2 separate regions of the Sus scrofa genome follow, and region 2 is linked to region 1. The links are chromatin contacts, called in public promoter capture Hi-C maps. All regions are on one chromosome and are shown on one strand. The core of a region is the stretch at or near the end of the contact, and the rest is flanking DNA. Distances in the headings are between cores, read along the strand shown.

What was found. Promoter capture Hi-C pulls out the DNA fragments that hold promoters and counts their contacts.
Region 2: a contact with region 1 is called in a promoter capture Hi-C map of liver, with 3 times the contacts expected there. The contact joins the promoter of ENDOG here to the promoter of PKN3 in region 1. A contact is called at or near these places in 2 of 5 promoter capture datasets (fetal liver and liver), 2 of 47 Hi-C or Micro-C datasets (blood and fetal liver) and 1 of 2 datasets of contacts at active chromatin or transcription factors (alveolar macrophages).

Annotation. Positions count from the first base shown.
Region 1 is chr1:269,067,646-269,073,064 of Sscrofa11.1, reverse strand. It overlaps PKN3 (serine/threonine-protein kinase N3), which reads right to left and starts at 3,977. Exons shown (of 24, transcript XM_021069726.1): 1 at 3,654-3,977; 2 at 1,471-1,699; 3 at 1,151-1,296; 4 at 23-134. The coding sequence starts at 3,677.
Region 2 is chr1:269,150,366-269,156,492 of Sscrofa11.1, reverse strand. ENDOG (endonuclease G, mitochondrial) reads right to left here and starts at 2,538. Exons shown (of 3, transcript XM_003122208.4): 1 at 1,843-2,538; 2 at 558-667. The coding sequence starts at 2,349. TBC1D13 (TBC1 domain family member 13) reads right to left here. Exons shown (of 12, transcript XM_021069733.1): 12 at 3,437-6,127.

The sequences.
Region 1 (5,419 bases), core at 2,728-5,227:
TCCCCACTTCTCAAGGCCTCACCCGCCTCAGGGGACCCGCTGGCCTCCAGGCTGCTGATCTTCATTCGCAGCAGGGCCACCTTCAGCTGGCTGTCCTGTAGCATCTGCTGGGCGGCTGCCAGAAGCTTCCTCTCCTAGGGGGTTGTGACATATGCCGCATCAGGCCAGGACTAGGCCAGAGGCTCCCTGGTCAGACAGGGAACTGGAGCAAGCCTCTTTCATCAGTCTAGGGTTCAAGCTAAGCCTCCCTCCCTCAGTAGGCCAGACACTACAGCCAAGCCTCCCTTTTAAATTATTTATTTATTATTTATGTCTTTTGAGGGCTGCACTTGCGGCATATGGAGGTTCCCAGGCTAGGGGTCCAATCAGAGCTGTAGCCGCCAGCCTCTGGCACAGCCACCGCAGGATCCAAGCCATGTCTGCAACCTGCACCACAGCTCACAGCAACACTGGATCCTTAACCCACTGAATGAGGCCAGGGATTGAACGTGCGTCCTCATGGATGCTAGTCAGGTTCATGTCTGCTGAGCCATGATGGGAACTCCTACTTTTTTTTTTTTTTTTTTTTTTTTTTTGCTTTTTAGGGCTGCACCCGAAGCATATAGAAGTGCCTAGGCTAGGGGGTCAAATCAGAGCTAGAGCTGCTGTGGTCAAATCAGCCACAGCAATGCCGGATCCTTAACCCACTGAGCGAGGCCAGGGATCGAACCTGCATCCTCATGGATACTAGAGGGGCACGTTACCGCTGAGCCATAAAGAGAACTTCCAAGCCTCCCCTTTTAGACTGGGTCTGGGGCAGAGTTCCCCCATCAGACCAGACCAGGAAGGGCTAAGGTCAAGCCCCCTTATTAGATCAGGGCGAGCTTCCACATCGTGCTGCTGGGCCTTCCCTACCAGACTTGGGATTTGGGCTGGGATTCCCCATTAGACTGGCGTTTTGCCTCCTCTGTTAGACTAGGAGTTCGAGCCACGCCTTTGCCACCCAGCTGAGACTCAGAGCTGTTCCTCCCCCGTCAGACTGGATTTGGGAGTGTCTCCCTTACAGGGTCAATGGCTGGGCTGCATTTCCCTATCAGAATAGGGGCTGATCACCCCCTTCCCTCATCTTCTGGGGGCCAAATCTCTTCCCAGCAGATGCCAGGGGCCTTACCTTGGGGGTGCCACTGGCACACGTGTGGGTCATGTTCTCGGCTCCCTGCTTGACCTTCAGTTCTACCTGCAGCTGCCTCTGTAGAGCCTCCAGGTACCGGGCCCTTGGCTGCTCTGCCAGCGGCCGAGATCCTGAGGCCGCGGGTTCTGTGTGCACAGAGTGTGGGGCACAGGAAGCCTTCACCCAGCGCCCAGACCCCCCTGGCTTCCTGGGCAGAGACTACCTGAAGAGGCTTCTGAGAGTGCTCAGGGTCAAGGCCAAGCAGCTGGGTCAGCCTGCCGCCTCCTGTCCCGAGGAGGCTGCCCAGACTCGTCACTCACCAGCAGGGCCGGGCAGCAGGATGCGGGCATGCAGCTCCCGCAGTTCCCCGTGCAGTTGCTCCAGGCGGCGGTTGGAGGAGCGCAGCAGCTGCTGCACGTGGCCCAGGTGGCGGCGGTCTGTGGCCACCCGCCTCAGGTTCTCCATACCCTCCTTGATTTTCAGCTCCTTCTGGATGGCCCGGCGGATCAGCTCTTTCTCGTCCTCTGGAGGCCGTGGGCCCGCCCCGGGCTGTGCAAAGGCAGAGGAGTCAGGCCTCCCAGTGCCCCCCTCCACCATCTCAGACTGGGGTGGGGTGGGGGGCCAGGACGGACACACAGGGTCTGGGAAGCATCTCTGACCTTAGAGCCAGTATCCCTAAGCCAGACGGGAACCCCAAGGCCATTGATCCAGCCCAGGCTCCTGTCCTCAGCCACTAGAGGGGAAGGGGGGGAATTGGTAACGTTTACATGCTATTCTGGTCTGAGCGCTTTGCAGACATTACCTTGTCAGTCTTGATAGCAAGCCCATGAGGGAGGTGCAGTTATTATCCCCACTTTACAGATGAAGAAACTGAGACACAGGTTAAGTAGTTTGCCCAAGGTCACTACACAGAGAAAGTGGGCGCCAGCCTCTCCCTGCCAGCCACGCTTAAGCAGACTGCTCTAAGTCTAGGATCCAGGCCGAGGTCTGGGGGTCAGAAAAGAGGCTCGGCACTGCACAGGGACCTCCGAAATCACGCAGTAGAAGCCAGGGCTGTTCCCCTGACGTTCCAAAGCCTCAGGCGGCAAAGCAGAGGCACAGAGGAGCTGAGGAGGTCTTGGGATGGGGGGGGCTCCACTCCCGGCTCAGCTCCTGGCAGGAAGGAGAAGGCTCTTTCATGCTTCACCCCAGGTGGGAGCAAGAAAGAGGAAACCTCCTTCCCAGAGGCCACTTCCAACCAAGCGGTGCCAAAGCCAACCTCAGCCCGGGGTAACCCATGACGGACGCCCCACCTCAAGGACTCTCCAAGGGCCTCTGTCTTACCTCTCGGCTCTCCATCGCCTGAGCCCAGTGGAAGGGGTGACCACCCCAGCCTCAGGGACCCCCCACCCCAGGCCTCCTCTGGCCCACTGGCCAGCCTGTCAGAGGGCAGGGGCGGGCCTCAGGAAATCCTTTGGCGGCCCTAGGCCAGAGGGCCAGAGCCAAGGGCCTGAGCAAACAAAGATCCCATGGAGCAGGGGGCCCGGCACCGGGGTCCTGAGTCACCCAGCTGCCGCTGCTGGGCGGAGGTTAACAGGAAATCGGAAAATGTGTACAAGCCACTGCTGGAACACGCAGAGGGACCTCCGGAGGAAGGGGGAGGGAGGGGGCAGACGCAGGCCTGCAAGTTGCCCAAGGGGTGGGGGCCCTCAAGGAGTCTTATTGAGGACACCTCACCCTTTAGCTGAGCCCAGGGTCCTGCCTGCTCGGGGCTGGAATCCTGCCAAGTGCGCACACACCTCTGGGCTGGGCCCTATCGGGAACACCAACGTCCCCACCCCCGTTTGCTCTGGGCTAGAACTCCACCTCTCCCTCCCCAAGAACAGACACACAGCCTTGGTCCCTGTGTCCACCGCGAACCTATTGCCAGCTCCGGCAGGAACCCCGCCTCCTCCTCGCCATTTCGGCTGGAACCCTCGGTGTGCCCGAAGGTTCCCGCCTGGGCGCCGGGCTAGGCCCCTCCCCCGCCGGTCCCCACTCCCCGCCTGGCTTGCAGGTTCTAGGAAGGACCCCACTCGTACGCCGGATGGGCCCCTCTGCCTGCCGCACACATTCCTCTCCCCCCAGGACCAGTCCCTCGGCGCCCGCTGGGGCCCCCCCTTTTGCTTTTCCAGCGGATGCCTTTCGGTCCCACCTGGAAGAACCGATCTGGGGAAACTTTAGGGCCCACCCTGGTGGCCCTGACTGCAGATTCAAATGGCTCCTGGGCTGGCTTGACTGGAGGCTCTGAGTCACTCGGAGGTGATATGGGGACGTTCCCAGGGGGCACGAAGCACGTAGGACTTAACCCCCGTGCTCAGATCTGCCCTGCCAAGGTGTAGGGGGGCCCAGAGCAGGGGCTGGAAAGGGGCACAGGGAGGGGCTGGGGACACGGCTGGAGCACGCGGCGCCCGGGGCGGTGAATGAGGCTCCCCCCACCCCCCCGGCCCGCGCCCACAGCCGGTCCTCTCCCGGCGCCGTTCACCTGCGGCGGCGCCCCCTCCTCCATGGCGTCGCTGCGGCCGCTCGGCCCCTCCTCTCGACCACTCCGGTTCCGGAAGCCCCGGCCCCTCCGCCAAGGGCTTTCAAACTTAAAACTTCCCGGGAAGCGGCGCCGGAGTCGCGGGATCGGGCGCCCCCTCCGGAGGTCCGCTGGCCTTCGCGGGACCTGGGACGAGCGCCGCCTCTCGGCCGCGCCGGATCCGCGCCCCGGACCCAACTCCTGACCCCGAGGGAGGGATTTGGAGCCCAGTGGCCTTCACCTGCGGCCGCAGTTCCCGCTCCGTGCGGCACTGACCCCGGGATACAAGGACAGGAAGGGCTATTTCCCAGGACGGGGTTCTCCAGTTGCCCCACGCGCGCCCAGAGGGGCCGGCCCCGGGGGTGGGAGGGACAGCACTGCCTGCCAGCTGGGGGCAGGCAGTGCCTGTGTGGCTGGTCCACGCTGGACCCGGTCAGCCTCCTCCTCCTCTGAACCCACCGCACGCTGGCTCCCACCCCGAGTCATTTTTTTACCCCGCAGTCACTGGTGTAAAATGGGCTAATCCTGTTGCTCCCTGTCTATAGTCACTGTAAGAACATAATTGTTGGAAAATAAATTCTCAAATTATACCAAATTACAAATGAATCCAGGAGTTCCCGTCGTGGCTCAGTGGTTAACAAATCCGACTAGGAACCATGAGGTTGTGGGTTCGATCCCTGGCCTTGCTCAGTGGGTTAAGGATCCAGCGTTGCCGTGAGCTGTGGTGTAGGTCGAAGACGTGGCTTGGATCCCGAGTTGCTGTGCCTCTGGTGTAATCCGGCGGCTACAGCTCCGATTCAACCCCTAGCCTGGAAACCTCCATATGCCGCAGGTGTGGCCCTAAAAGGACAAAAAAAAAAAACCCAAAAATCTCGCAGGACTCCTGCCCCATCACTTGGCTAGACTGGAGCCTTCCGGTTTAGTGGTTCAGACTATGCTATGTAAACAGGAGGCACTTTTACACACTGAGGAAAAGCCATCTCAGAAAAGTAACTAGGCATCCTGGCAATGGGTTGCCTATGTAGGGGACCCTGGTTCTTTACTTCCAGCACGTTGTGCCAGGACTTCACTGGAAGGAGCCTCATCCAAGGGGCTGGAAGTGAGTAAGGGTCAAATACTGAAGGTGGCTTATTTGCTGACTTGGAAGAGGTGTCCCCGGCACTCTTACAGGAGGTAGCCATGGCAGATCCACTTTGTTCTGCCATGACCACCTCCTGCACAGTGGACTGGAACGTGAGATCGGCAAAGCCTGGGCAATCCTGGAGTTGTCCTGCAATGGGAAGTCAACCAAGAGACATCAATATATGCAAAAGCAGGAGTTCCCTTCGTGGCTCAGTGAAAACAAATCTGACTAGCATCCATGAGGATGCAGGTTCCATCCCTGGTCTCACTCAGTGGGTTAAGGATCCAGAGCTGCCGCGAGCTCTGGTGCAGTTCAAAGACATGGCTTGGATCTGGTGTTGCTGTGGCTCTGGCGTAGGCCAGCAGCTACAGCTCCGATTAGACCCCTAGCCTGGAAACCTCCATATGCGGTGCACACACAAATGCAAAGGCAAGTTAGCTCAATGGGGCACATGACAATTTTACAATCAGAGGCAAGTGTGACACTTTTATATACACATACAAACCAGGGTTGTTGAAGGCTAGATATTTAACACTTAGTAAGCTAGTCAGGCATACAGTAGGCTCTTTTAAGTGGGAGTTACCAAGCTGCCCATAGCTGAATGTTA
Region 2 (6,127 bases), core at 1,289-3,788, 85 kb before region 1:
TTGAGTGGATGGGACCACTGAAGACCCAGAAAGGAGCAGGGGCAGATTTGGGGCCTGGTGCCCAGGGGCAGAGGACACGGGGTCTAGGTGGGTAGGTGGGTTTGGCCTCCGACCTTGGAGTACAACTGGGAGGGCCTGAGGCAGGGAGGGGCAGACATGCTGAGAAGCCAAATGATTTCTTTAGGGCTGCACCTGCAGCCTATGGAGGTTCCCAGGCTAGGGGTCAACTTGTAGCTGTAGCTGCCGGCCTATGCCACAGCCACACCAGATCCTTAACCCACTGAGTGAGGCCAGGAATTGAACCCACATCTTCATGGATACTAGTCGGTTTGGAACCTGCTGAGTGACAATGGGAACTCCCAACACAGATCCTTTAACCCCCTGCACTGGGCTGGGGATTGAACCTGTGCCTCCACAGCAACCCAAGCCACTGCAGTCAGTCCTAACTCACTGTGCCACAGCGGGAACTCCACGAGACCTGGTGGTGTGGATAAAAAGCCTGGGGGCATCAGGAAGGGATGAGTGGGCAGTGCTGGTGTCCCCAGGTCTAACCTTACCTGGGCAGGAAGAGCGGCCCTGTGCAGACATAGACATTTTGATAGGTGCGGGTCAGGCTGCGGCTGTACTTTTCCAGGTTGTTCCAGGCATTCTGGTTGAGGTGTGGCACCTGGCAGGAGAGGTGGGCCTCAGTGAGACTGGCCGGGACACTTGCAAGGCTGTCAGAGGGCTGCTCCAGGCCCTGAGGGTGGGGCATTGGCACCAAGCCAGAAGATTCCAGGGTGGGGGGGGCAGGGGAGAGGTGAGGACAAGCAGAGGAAACAGATTCATGGATGGAAAGACACCTGGGCCACATGGTCATGAGGGTGGAGCCCAGGTAGAGCTCGAGGGGTTGCCAGCATAACCCCATCTAGAAGGGCCGAACAAGCATCCCAGGACTCACAAATGTCTCTTGGCTCCAAAGAGCCATATGAAGGAAAGGGGCAGATCTTCCAGAAATAGGCCGGCCCCGCCCCCAGGGCCTCATGGGAAGACCAGCTCTCTGGGCACCTCTCCTTGCCTTTTCCCTCAACTGATCCACAGGCAGAGCCCAGCCGGGAAGGTCATGAGTCTGCTCCAGAACCTGAACCCTCTGGTCCTCAGACAGTGTCTAATCAAACCGGGAGGGCACAGTGCTCCTGAGAGGTCACAAGTCAGGTCAGAGGCTACAGCTGACCCTACAGCTTCATCAGAGCCTGACATCCGTCCTCACATGCGTGTCAGGCCAGGATGGGAACACGGCTAGAGGTGGGCAGCTAGTCCAGGGTGCACAGTGACTGTTACGAACACCCAGTGCCTGCAGGGATCTTTGCTGTCACTCCTGGAAGGAAGGCAGATAGGACAATGGATGAAAGCTCAGGTTCCTCTAGACAGACTGCCTGGGTCTCCTCCCTCATGTGACACTGGGCCGGTCACTCGGTGTCTGAGACTCGCTTTCCTCATGATAGCTGGTACTGACCGCTTGCCATGGGCCAGGAAGCGTGCTCAGTACTTTTCTGTACCTGAATGGTGTTTTCAGTTCCTCAGCGCTACTGCAAGGGGTAGGTGAGTAACCGTTTTATCCCCATTTTACAGACAAGGAAACTGAAGATCTGGGAGGCCCCCGGGGGTTAAGATCAGAGTGCAGAGTGGATGCTCAGCGCCCCATCCCTCGGTCCCTCCCGCCTGCGGCGCGGTGTGACTCGCCAGGCGCCTGACCTAGGCGCACCCTCGGCAGCTTTCCCGCTTTGCAGAGAGCCTGAGGCTCGAAGGCGCGCAGTGGGTGGCCTCGCCTTCCGCCGCAGGGGCGAGGGGCCCAGGCGCTACCTGGGGCGCGACGTTGCTTAGGTAGAAGGTGTCGTCCATGGCCCTCTGGCTCCAGCGGTGGTTGGCGGCGGCGGCGAGGTGGCCGCGGTCGAAGCCGCTGCCGCGGTAGTCGGCGTTGGTGGCGCGGTGGTACGCATGCACTGAGTCGTCCTCATGGAAGTCACAAGAGCGGCGGTCGCCGTCGCCTCGGAGCCGCTCGGGCCGCAGCTGCTCGACCACCCACACGGCGCCGCGGGTGCGCGGGTCGTAACACAGCACATAAGACTCGCGGCTCTTCAGCTGCGCTACCCCAGGCAGCCCGTACTTGGCGAGCTCGCCGGGCCCGCCGCCCGCCGGGGCCCCGGGCACGGCGGGAAGCCCGGCCGCCGCCGCCACGGGCAGCACGGGGAGCCGGCTTAGCAAACCGGGCGCCTCCCGTGCGTCCCACCGCTGCCGCCGCCAGCCCTCGGCGGCTGCACCCAGCCCGGCGCCCAGCGCTAGGGTTAAACCCGCCCGCAGTAACTTCATGGCCGTGGATTCTGGCCTGAGCTGTGGAGGGCACTCGGCCCGCAGCTCCGAAAGAACGCCGCGACCTCCGGCGTCAGACCCGCGAGTTCTTAAAGGAGCCGCGCAGGCCTTCGGGGCCCACCGCGGGGACTGCGCCGGGTGGAGGCACTGGACGGCGGAACGTAGGCCCCGCCCACTCAAAGCCCGCCCCAAAGTGCAAAGGACTCCAACAGTGGGGGTCTGGAGCGGCCCTACGGGACCTCCCCGTGCCTTTTGCCCTTTTAAGAGGGAGCCCTGAGAGGGCGTGGCATCGCCGCTTCGACTCGTGACTGGCCGCTCCAGGGCTGGCTCCGCCCCGCCCCACCTCTTCTGCGTCAGTGCCGAGGTCCTACTTCAAGAGCTCCAGAGACCTGTCAAGCACTAGTCTACACTGCCTGTATTATGACTCGATTTAATCAAGAGCGCCGAGGGAGAACAAGGACAAGACTCCAGGTCTGAACGACACTGGAGTCTATGCTCCTAACCATTACATCGTAAGATAAGGCAAAAAATTTCTAGGAGATTAGCAAAGATTTTTTTTTTTTTTTTTTTTTTTGTCTTTTTGCTATTTTTCTTGGGCCACTTCCTTGGCATATGGACGTTCCCAGGCTAGGGGTCTAATCGGAGCTGTAGCCGCTGGCCTACGCCGGAGCCACAGCAACGCGGGATCCGAGCCGCGTCTGCAACCTACACCACAGCTCACGGCAACGCCGGATCGTTAACCCACTGAGCAGGGGCAGGGATCGAACCCGCAACCTCATGGTTCCTAGTCGGATTCGTTAACCGCTGCGCCACGACGGGAACTCCAGCAAAGATTTTAACACCCAGCGTGAGGACCGCGATGCATGCAGGTGGTATTACAAACTGCTGGCTGGATTCCGGAAGGCAGCTTGGCAGTCTGCATGAAAACCGTAAAAAGGTTCATACCTTCTAACTCACTTAGAGGACTGAGCTGGGGGAATAAACCTCGAATGCAATGATTTCAAACATGAACACTCCCCACAGTACTACTCATAATAGAGGCTGGGGAATAAGCAAAATAGTCAGACATAGGAACTGGTTTCAGACATTTTTAGCATATTAAAATAGTATATAGTGCATTAAAATATTTTAAAATCATACAGCAACTTGCTCAGCACCTAACCTGAGGGGTGAGACAATACACAAGAAAATGAGGAAGGTGACAATTACACACAAAAATCTACCTCTGGGAAGAAGACTAACATGTTATCAGTGATTTTCTCCAGACTACGGGTTATCAAAGACTTGATTGCTGCTGTAGTGCAGGTTCAACCCCTGGCCCAGGAACTTCCGCATGCCGAAGGTTTCGGCAAATTAACAGATAAGTAACTTGCTACGATCACAACATAACACCTTCTGCCCCAGTACAGCCTCCTCTCCCCCAGCTACAAACTGCAGTTATTAAAGAAGAGTGGCTCATGCTCTTCCAACAAAAATTTCCTAGCCTTTTCTTCTGCCTACTCTAAAGGCTTTTTTTGTTTTTGTTTGTCTTTTTAGGGCCACACCCATGACATGTGGAGGTTCCCAGGCTAGGGGTCTAGTCAGAGCTGTTGCCGCTGACCTGCGCCACTGCCACAGCAACGCCAGATCTGAGCCGCGTCTGCAACCTACACCACAGCTCACGGCAATGCTGGATCCTTAACCCACTGAGCGAGGCCAGGGATTGAACCCGCAACCTCATGGTTCCTAGTCGGATTTGTTTCCCCTGTGCCACGATGGGAACTCCTCTGAAAGCCTCTTGACGTCATCCCTGCTCAACTGTTTTTTCCAGCTCCAAGGTCTCAAAGGTTTCCAGCCCATCCCAGAACCAACGCCCACTGCAAAGAACACATGATTTATTAAAGACAACTTGTCATCAACAGCACTGATTCAAAGAACAAAACAAATGAAAAAACAAAAGCAGACTAACATTCTAACCCTTGGAGTGAGACCAGCTGAACTCAAACAGCCATTCTGTAAGTATCCAAAGTCCTGGGGGCAGCTTCCCGAGCAGGAAGCCCGGGGGTCTCTGGCTCTCTGGGGACCTCCCTTGAGTCTAGGGAGGGGGAATTGCCAAGGGCAGTTTTTTCCCTTGGGCAGTATCCCACTGGGGAGCTCAGCCTAAACTGGACATGGTCCCTGTGCTCTTCTGACCTTCATCACAAGATCAAAGACAGGGCAGGGGACCCAGGTCCTGCCGCTTAGACAAATTAGATGCAGTGATTCAAGTAGTAGGGCCCCGGGAGGGAAGGCAGAGGGACGGGCAAGAGGGAATGCATCAGGTGTCCTGGGCAGTGTCTGCTGGGCCCCAGGCTGTGAAGGGATCAAGTTGGGGCTGAACCACCAGCAACAAGTTCTGGGAAAAGGGTGAGCCAGGCTGCTGGGCAGCCGTGTCTCTGCCCCGAGCCGGGGTCTTGGGCTCTGGCAAGGATCCCAGCTGTTGTCTCCCTCACACCTAGTCCTCTCACAGAGTCCTCCCAGCCAGGACCTCCTGGAAAATCAGGCAGGTCCCAGAGGCGGGAAGAGTGGAAGACCCTGACCCCAACTTGTTTCTACCCTTCCAGCCCCACCCTTCATCAAATCGAGCACTTGCCAATCGCAATAAATAACTAGGAATCTGAATAAATAGCAAAAATCTCTCAAATACCTTGTTGGAAGAGGAGAAGGCATAAAGGCAAGTGCATGAAGTCCTACAAGCATCCAAGAGACAGTTTGGACAGGAGCTGCCTGGGGAAGCTGTTCCTGGCCACCATCCACAAATCCTGGCCATGACTCAGGAAGGCATGGGGGGGGGGTGGCTGGGGGCCCCTGCTGGCCAGTCTGAGATGAAGAGGCCCCATGCTACATGACCCAGCCTTCCAGGCACAAACCACCTGCCTCCTTAAACGAGGAGGGTACTAGGTTGGAACAAGCCAACCCTTCCCACAGCCCAGCAGTGGGAACTGCCAGCTGCTCCTATCCAGGACACACCTGCCCCAGATCCTGGAGCAGCCCAAGCACGTGACCACATGAGGGCCAGCACCTCCTTCAGCTCCCCTGCCTGGGGGAGACGTGGCTCTCCCGGCCCTGATGGCACCCAGCCATCGAGCTCAGCTCCGCCTGGCCCAGAGAGGCTCCCTCTGGTCCCACTTGCCCTGTACGGGGCTCACTTGCCCTGGGCCCAGACCCAGTAGCCATAGGAATGAATACCTTTGCCTCAGAAGCACCTGGATCCCAAGCCCCAGCACAGGATCGCATTAATGTCCTTTTCCTTTGGGAGAGATGGGCCTTTGGGGGAACCTCTGGGAGACTCAGCTAGCTCCACCCCGCCTCACCGGGCAGCTTCACTGGCCAATTCTCAGAGCTTTGGGTTTCCAAGAATTTTGTGGTGGGGAGGCACTGGGAGTGGAGAGCTGGGGGATGGGAACAAGCTGCAAAGGCCAAGGTTGACCTCCAGAAGCTCTGCTGAGCCAGACTCTTCATTCTGTCTCCAGGGTTCATGGGTGTTGGGAGGAGAAGAGAGAAGAGGCGGGGATAAGGCACCCCAAGAGAGAAGGGCAGACAGAGCGAGAGCCACACACACCCTCTGTGGAGGAGGTAGAGGGATAGAGGCAGAGGTGGAGAGGTGAGGAGACAGACAAGGAGACCTAGAGGGATTCACCTGCCTCTGGACACACAGACGCACGGACCAAGGAGAAGCAGACGCCTGGGGAATTAAGACACACACACACACACACACTCAGTGGGAATGGGACAGAGGGTGTGACTGGGTCTGGCAGAC